Linked DNA regions of Rattus norvegicus: region 2 is linked to region 1. The links are chromatin contacts, called in public Hi-C maps. All regions are on one chromosome and are shown on one strand. Each heading gives the region's core, a stretch centred on a gene start, on an enhancer-like site or on the middle of the called end of the contact. The rest is flanking DNA. Distances are from core to core; before and after follow the strand shown.

What was found. A called contact is a pair of places that touch in the nucleus more often than the background predicts.
Region 2: a Hi-C map of frontal cortex shows a contact between it and region 1, with 1.7 times the contacts expected there. The contact joins the promoter of Brsk2 here to the promoter of Tollip in region 1. A contact is called at or near these places in 1 of 12 Hi-C or Micro-C datasets (frontal cortex) and 1 of 1 datasets of contacts at active chromatin or transcription factors (oligodendrocytes).

What each region holds. Positions count from the first base shown.
Region 1 is chr1:206,409,480-206,413,513 of GRCr8, forward strand. It overlaps Tollip (toll interacting protein), which reads right to left and starts at 2,509. Exons shown (of 6, transcript NM_001109668.1): 1 at 2,284-2,509. The coding sequence starts at 2,316.
Region 2 is chr1:206,463,139-206,467,139 of GRCr8, forward strand. Brsk2 (BR serine/threonine kinase 2) reads left to right here and starts at 1,902. Exons shown (of 20, transcript NM_001419566.1): 1 at 1,902-2,376. The coding sequence starts at 2,283. LOC134485203 (a long non-coding RNA gene) reads right to left here and starts at 3,850. Exons shown (of 2, transcript XR_010063199.1): 1 at 3,083-3,850.

The sequences.
Region 1 (4,034 bases), core at 1,259-3,758:
TCTCAGAGGTAAAGGTCAGCTACAGAGTCAACTGCCCAAACCTGAGTCCAGGCTCCTAGGATGGAGACACTGGGCCTAACCTCTGCTGGGGCTACGCAGAGAAGGCTGCTTGTGGGACCCAGCACTGACCAAACGCATGCACCTCATCTGTTTGGAAGCAGCACTCCCGAGTATGACATGAGCAGCAGAGAAGCACACCAACCACACTTGGCAGTTCTACTAGACCCTGACTACTGGCTAGAAGCCTTTGCAGATATTAGTGAATCCAGAGGTCAATGGGTGTGTCATTCCAGGTGAAGCAGCCAGTGAAAAGGTGAAAACTGAAAAAGGTTTGCACTGAGAAACAGCACTTCCCAGATGAAGTTCAAGGCCTTCTACTCTACAGAGACCCTGGCCATGGCCCATGCAGTCCTCCCATATCAAGTCCATACCTTTCTGCTTCCACTGTGCTTTTAAGAGCACAGATCTGATGGAGACTTATTTTCTGGCTTACATAAGTCACCGTGCATGGCGTGTCCCTGTGCTCCACACCTGTGGCTCAGTGTCTGGTTGCTCTAAATATTGTGGCCACTAATACTATGATGAAGTCATGCACATCCATGTAAAGCTTGAGATAGTGGTCAGTTATGACAAATTCTTAGAGCCCAAAGTTACAAGTCATCAAGAGTGCTCTAAAACCACCTAGCTGCCGATGTTGCATTCCTATGACTACGTTATCCCTGGAACACTCGGCAAGTAGAAAGTCTCCACGGATTCTGCTAGTACGAGCATCATCTGACACTCCCAATTACTCATCACTGTGTAGGTTATTCCAGCTCTGTTCAACACCAGAGTTTCTCTAAGCAACAGGGAAAGATGGCTTCTTGCTCATGACAGACACAGAGCTCACCATCGGATGAATTCAAACTCAGCCTGTGCCACAGGAGGTAAGGATACTCTCAGACCACACAGTAAGAAAGGGTCCACTCTCCTAGGCAGGGGATATGAAAAGGGCAAGGCTCTGGCTCCCTTTCTCCTCTGGCAACCACCATCAATTTCCTACAGTTGCTGAGACACAGTGAGGATGAAGAGGTTGCTGAACATGAAGGTAACTCCAGCTCTGGAAAGCTCCATCCAAGTTTGACTGTGGGTCAGAGCTGGCTCAAAGCCCTCCCTAAAAGCACCTAATCAAACCTGGGGCTTTCTTCAAAGTCAGGAAATCAGTAACCTACCCCAAGGAGTTATGTCTGTCTGTGTTCTCTCTCTCTCTCCCCCTCTCTCTCTAACACACACACACACACACACACACACACACACACACACACACACACACACACACGTCAATACCAAGCTGTCAGGGCTTAGCGGGCACATTCAATATTAACTTTAGGGAAAGACACTGCAGTACTCATCAGAACTGTGTTCTACCACACACAGCCACTGTTGGCTAACAACATCCCACCCATACCAGCCTCAGGGAGCTACTGGGAGGACATTCACACTAGGGGAGGTAAGACAGGTAGTATTAGAATCCAAGACAATCCTGAAGAGACAACCCTGTTGAATCTTCCATGTTCTCTGCTCCCTTCTACTCGTTTATAAATGAAGAAATGAGGCTTGAGAAGGTAGCCACTACCTGAGTTCAAGAGTTAGTATCCTATTTTCTATAGATGTTAGGGATAGGAGGAAACTGTCGCAACTAAGGACTGACTACAAAGTGGAATCTTTCGCCATCTCTAAAACCAAGGAGACCAGGATATCTCTCCTTTTTGGAGACCAACGGTGTCCGGCTCCAATCCTCTGAAAGACCACGAGAGTCACTCAGTTTGGAAAATTTATCAGGTCAGGGCCACTCTCCATCTGGGAGAGCAAGAGAGTCACAGTTCCTGTCCATCTGGGAGACCAAGCAGGTGACAGATCTGACAAAGTAGGGGGTTCGGGGCCCTTTCTGAGGAACTAAGGGGAATCGGAGTCCCACTCCATCTGGATACCAATGGGCTAAGGTTTCCTCTGTGTAGAGGACTAAGGGATTCAGGGCCTCCACTCAGGAGGACTACGGGAGTCTCCATAAAGGGGGCCAGGAGCTTCAAGGCCCGTGGGCATCTGGGGAACCATCAAGTTCTGCGTTCCTCCACCCAAGAGGCCCGAAAGACCGAGTCGCTACTCCGTATGGGTACCTGAAGGTAGGACCCGCGAAGCCCCGGGGCGGCAAAGCAACCCACGAGAGGCCCCGCGAGAGACTGAAAAGAGAAGCCGGACCCCAGGCTCCGCTGCCCCAGCCAGGCTCTGGCCCAGAGGACTCACCGGCCCGCGCTGCGTGCTGACGGTGGTCGCCATGGTGCTGCGGCGGCCCTCTGCCTCACCGACTGCACAGAGACCCGCCGGGAGAGCTCTTCCGTTCCCACCACAACCTGCGTCGCTGACCGTTGTCCCGCGAGGCAATCGGCTCTTTAGTCAGCTGACAGTCGCCCCGCCTCGCCCCACCTCGGCGTTCCCCCAAGCACAGAGCTCGGCAGTAGCCGACCCCGCCTCTTCCGGCTAATCCGCGCAGGCGTGCTCCGGGCTCAGGGGGAAGCTGGTAGTTTCCTGTATACGCCTGCGCAGTGGTTCCCTCTGGAGCTCAGTAGCCCCTTAAAATGGCTGTCAGACTGTCTGCGCATGCCTAAACCTGAGCGCTCCCTTGCGGGCAGAAACCTGCTCACGCTGCAGGACGCACCTATAACCGGGACGTTCATCTCAACTCGGCTGAGTCGCCACAGCTCTGGTCACCTAGCTGGAGATAGCTGTGATACCACCGCCTGCAGGTGCCTGATCCGCTTGGAGAAAACAGATGTTTGGCAGCTTGAGGAAAAAACAGATGGCAGTAGAACCAGCTACCCTCAAGCTCTTGAATTACCTCAAAATTATGTGGGAGGGAGAACATTTATATTTAAATTTTAAAAATAGAAACCAAGCTGAAGGAGAGACAAGAGTGGGCCGGAACATTTCCACCAGACTTGGATTTGCTAAGTGAATGGAAGAAATGAAGACATGTCCCTAGGAAACCCAGGCCACCCACTCTTGCCTTTTCAGGCACTCTCTTCAGAAGGATCTTTGGCCAGATAGACTCAGGGGTAGCTCCTACAAAGAGTTTACCCTATGGTGGTCACCAATCTGAAGGTTCCTTTTTACTTGTGCTGCAACAGACTTGATACTGTCATTACTCCTAGAACATTTTCTCACACCATGTTCTCTTGTGTTCCTTTCATCTTTAAGATCACGTCTTCCAACTCCAGTGACAGCTTCTGCCTTGACATAACATGGGCCTGCATCTGGGCTCTGTTCCTGGACACTGGCCTATCCAGTTCTCGCTGGTCTGTAGCTCCTGTTGCCCAAACTGTCATCTCTATGCTGGTGAAGCTAAGACACAAAAGACTCAATCCATTGTGCAGACAGAGTTTAAAAGGGACCCCTGATCTCTCCTGGTATCCACATCCTCGTATAATCCCCTCCTCTTGGTTATAGACGAAACCTGTGACTTGTGTCTAAACATGCAGCAGACAACCTGTTGTATAAAATTGTATCTGGATAGCAGAATAGGAACCCCTTGTGACTAAGACCAGGTAAAACTGATTGGGTTTGAGATGTCCACACATATGGTCTCTGATGAATTCCAAATCCTTCAATATTAAACAGGTTTAAAACACACACACAGGGGTTGGGGATTTAGCTCAGTGGTAGAGCGCTTGCCTAGCAAGCGCAATGTCCTGGGTTCAGTCCTCAGCTCCGAAAAAAAGAAACACACACACACACACACACACACACACACACACACACACACACACACCCCAAGAACAAAACAAAAAACAAGGGAGAATTGTTCCAGAGGAAAAACTTTATCTCATAAAATGCTTCAGTAAATCCCTGAAGTCAGTTCAAGCTCTGACACCGTCTGTCAGAACAGAATCACAGCATTTGTTCTTCCTTGACTTAAAGCTCTCGAATGGTGGGGAGTTACATGACTAGATATAAACTTAATTGTCCTTACTGGATTCGCTGCAGATAGAAACTTTGGT
Region 2 (4,001 bases), core at 652-3,151, 53 kb after region 1:
GACGGATTTGGCTGGGACCTGGCTCCAGATGGTCCTGGCCAGAGAGTCACTAGGCTGCTGAAAGCTGTAGGTGGAGCAGGGACACTGCTGCTCCTGGAGGGAGGGCTGCACATCCAAGGGGAGAGATGCTACCCCTGACCCTGGTGCCTGTTAGATGAACACACAAAAATGGACAGCCAGAGAGAGGGGACGAGACCAAGAGGCAGACATGGTAGAAAGCAGGTAGGGAGAAAACAGTCTTGGATATAAACGTGTTGGGAACTAGATGAAGATAGCTACAGACCAAATGCTGCCAAGGACACTGGAATGGTGGCAAGGTAGGCAGAGGGGCTAGGTGACCAGCAGGGTAGGTACAAGAACGCACCTGGTATCTCATGACTCATGTGGATCATTGGCCATTCTTGTGTGCCTGTGTTCTATAGACCACCTCTGGCCAAATCCCGTTGAATACTCCACTCCAAGGTCCCAAATACATGCAGCTGAGAAATCACCACCCCCCTAGAGGTATGAGCATTGGCCCCAAGCTCTCCCTTTGTGACTGCCTGTGTGTCCCTGTTAGCAGGATAGTACTGCTCATTCCAGGACAACATTTAGTACCAGTGAACCCTAAACTGACCGCTGCTAAAGATCAGGCCAGCTCTTTGGAGGGGAAGCTGTTTCAAGGGCTGGTTCTTTCTTACATTGGAAATATGGACGGGTCACAATGTCCTCACTCTTCATTGGCCTTCCCGGATAGTGCTGGAAAGAGTGGGGCCCTCCTCAAGTTCACCCTGTGACACCTAGGATGGGCCATGGCAAGCAGGTGGCTGAGGCGAAGGTGACACTTCACACCCAAGGACTTGCTGACCTAGCACATTGTTGACTGACAGAGGTATACATTAAGTATGATGTAAAGTTCTGCGCCTGGTCCCCATCTCTCCTCTTCCACCGCCTTCCACAACACATCTTAAGGAAATACAAGGGTTTCATGAAAGAAAAGAGGGTCCTGTAGGTCTGCCAGCCTTAAGGCCATCCTCTTTTTTGGAGGCTTCTCTGGATTACGTAGGTGCCATGAAGCCCCTTGACTCACTGCTTCTCTTAAATATAGAAGAGTGTCTGCAGCCAAAGTCTTGGAGGCACCAGGGGGCCTGCTGCAGAGCGCCTCTGCTAGAGTTCATTGATCCTGCTGTACTGGTGTCTACCAGCATACCGAGGAAACGCTGTCCCCTTCTTCCCACAGGATCAGAAACAGCAGGTGGAGAATGGCTTTCAGGGCACTTTGGGCACTGCAGTGTACAGCTCTTTCGCCTGGCATAAAACATTATGCCTCTGATCACTACCTGCATTCAGAGCTCTAGACTGCACATAGCACCCACGCTGAATGCAGCACCCCAACCTAGCAGTATCTCCACGCCGCTTGCCGAACCCGGGCCTGCATGCCATATCTTCACCAGTGCTCATAATCTCCACCCTGCAGAGGAGCTCCTGCGCCGGGTGACAAACACTCCAAAACCGACTGCCACGGTCCAATGGCCCCATTTTATATGAAAGACACTCGCGAGGCGCGGAAAACTCCTTCCAAAACCCAGGGATGCAGGGAGAAACCTCCAGACCAAGGTGGCCACATGGACGTCTCCCCAAGGCCTGCTGCCTGCACTGCTCCAACATTCGTTTTAATGACATGGCACCAGGCAGCTAAAGCACGGTCCGGAGGCTCCTAGCCAAATGCTGGCCTCCCCTTCGCCCCCGCCCCAATCTCGCTTTTCCTGGCCCAGCGGCCCAGCGCGCTCTTAGAGACTGGCGGGGCGGTCCAGGCGGACGGCGCTGATTGGGCCATGCCTCTGATTGACAGCTGCAAGCACCAGTTGTCACGGTAGCTGCAGCCGGTGGCGCTCGCTCGGGCTCGGCTCGGGCTCGGCCGCACTCGAAGCGACTCGGCTGCTCGTCTGGGCTCGGCTGAGTGGCTCGGTTCGGTTGCTCGGCGGGGCTCGGCTGCACGGCCGCGGACGGGCGTGCGCTGGGGGGCGCGGGGCGCGGGCCTCGGAGGTGGCGGCGGAAGCCTGGTGCCCCCGCCCGCCGGGTCCTCTCGGAGAGGGAGAGAGGCATCCCCGCGGCCCGGCCTCGCACGGGTGCGGCGGGCGCGGCGTGGGGGGCGGCGGGGGCGCGGAGCAGCGCGGCCCGCCCGGGGGCGCCGCGGGCCGGGTCAGCGCGGACGGCGCTCGGCGGACTCGGACGCACGGCTGGCCGGCCCCTCCCTGCCCGCGCGCCCGGGCGCCCACTCGCCGGCGCGGGGCCCGGGAGCGATGACATCGACGGGGAAGGACGGCGGCGGGGCGCAGCACGCGCAGTATGTGGGGCCCTACCGGCTGGAGAAGACGCTGGGCAAGGGGCAGACAGGTGCGTGCGCGCCGGCGGCTGGGGGCGCGGGCGGGGCCGGGATGCAGGGCGGGCGCGCGGCCGTGGGGCTGGGGAGACCGTGCTGACCGGCCCCACCCGGCCGAAGGAGGCCGCAGAGCAGGGATGCTGCAGGCTGGGCCCCGCGGCCGCGAACAATGGGCGGCGGTGCGCTGGTGTCCGCCGCACTCCTGGGTCCCGCCGTGGAGCCCCTCAGCCCACTGGTTGCGGGAGGGCGGGCGCAGCCCAAGGACATGCAGCGCGGCCTGGGGCGCACGGCGACTGGGGCAGCATGGGCCGGGCCTGGCGGCTCCCGGCAGTCCCGCTGCAGGTGCGCGGCCCGGGGCCCGCATTGTGCGCCCGAGCGAGCGCCGGGCCCATTGTGCCGCGGGAGGAGGGGGACGAGCGGGCGCCCATCTGCCGTCTGCCGCGTTAATAGGCGTGCTGCCTGAGCAGCTGCGTCCCGGCCGCATGACCCCCACCTCCAGGCAGCAGCCACCGCCCGGCAGGTCCTGGCCTGGCTTTCCTAGCCTGGACCTCCCATTCTGGTGGGGGTGACAGCGCAGGAAACTAAGGAAAGCTGGACAGCGCCTTCTTCTGCACCCAGTCTCAAGCTTGAGTGTCTGCGACATTGGGCTTCCCTGGGGAGGTAGAGGGTGACGGTTTCTGGGCTTGGGCCATACATCACCGCCTGGCGGTTGAAACAAACCTGGGCCTACAGCAGAAATGAACCTCCCCAAGAGTCTTCACTGTCTTTCCCTGGGCAGGTTCCATTTCTTCACAGCTTTCCCATGGATGAGCAGTGAACTCGACTACCTTATATTTGGCCAGCTTTCTGGGGCGGGTGAGGTTTAGTCAGCCCCCTCATCTGGTCAGCGAGGCGCATTCACACAGACGTCTTTGTGGGAGGCTGGGACTCAGCCATTTTCTTTCTTCTCCCAGGACTGGCCTGTCTTCCGGCTGCCCAAAGGTCCAATTGGCACTGCCCACATCTTTCCCTTTGGAAAAAGTTCCCCAGAGCCAGTGAAGGCTGGGGAGTGGAGGACAGTGGGAAGGTGCGGTTTGGTTCCGGTGGGGACTTGGGAGCCTTCTACAAGCACCCCTGGGGCTTCATGGAGGCAGTGGTAGGTGATGTTTGAGAAGAAGGTGGGCCAGGCTGAGTTCCCTTGGAGACTTGTAACCGTGATGTCGCTGAACCAAAGGTGGATTTTTTTTTTTTTTTAAGCCCCATGGCTACATCTTCCTACCCTGGAGTCAACCCCTGAGCTGAGCAGTCAACAACAAGGCACTGAGCAAGGGGCCCAGGACTGAGAGGAAGGCATAGGCAGCTGGTGTTTTCTTGAGTTCTGGATGCGCGTGTTTCCTGGGATGGGCAACGGGAGTTTGTGAGGGAAGAGCCTGGAGCAGCAGAATGCAGGAGGCAGTGAAATAATCTAATTATCATCCCAATAAAACGTCGTTATAAGAAGCCCTGGGTGTGTGAGTGATGAGAGTGGTGAGTGATGCATGGTGCCTTGTGGACTCTGGGTAGCGGCTGGTCTCCTTGTTTTCTCTGTGGCATTACACGGTCGTATAGTTAATGACACAGTGATGGCGGGTGATGTAGAAGGACCCTAGCAACAGTGCTC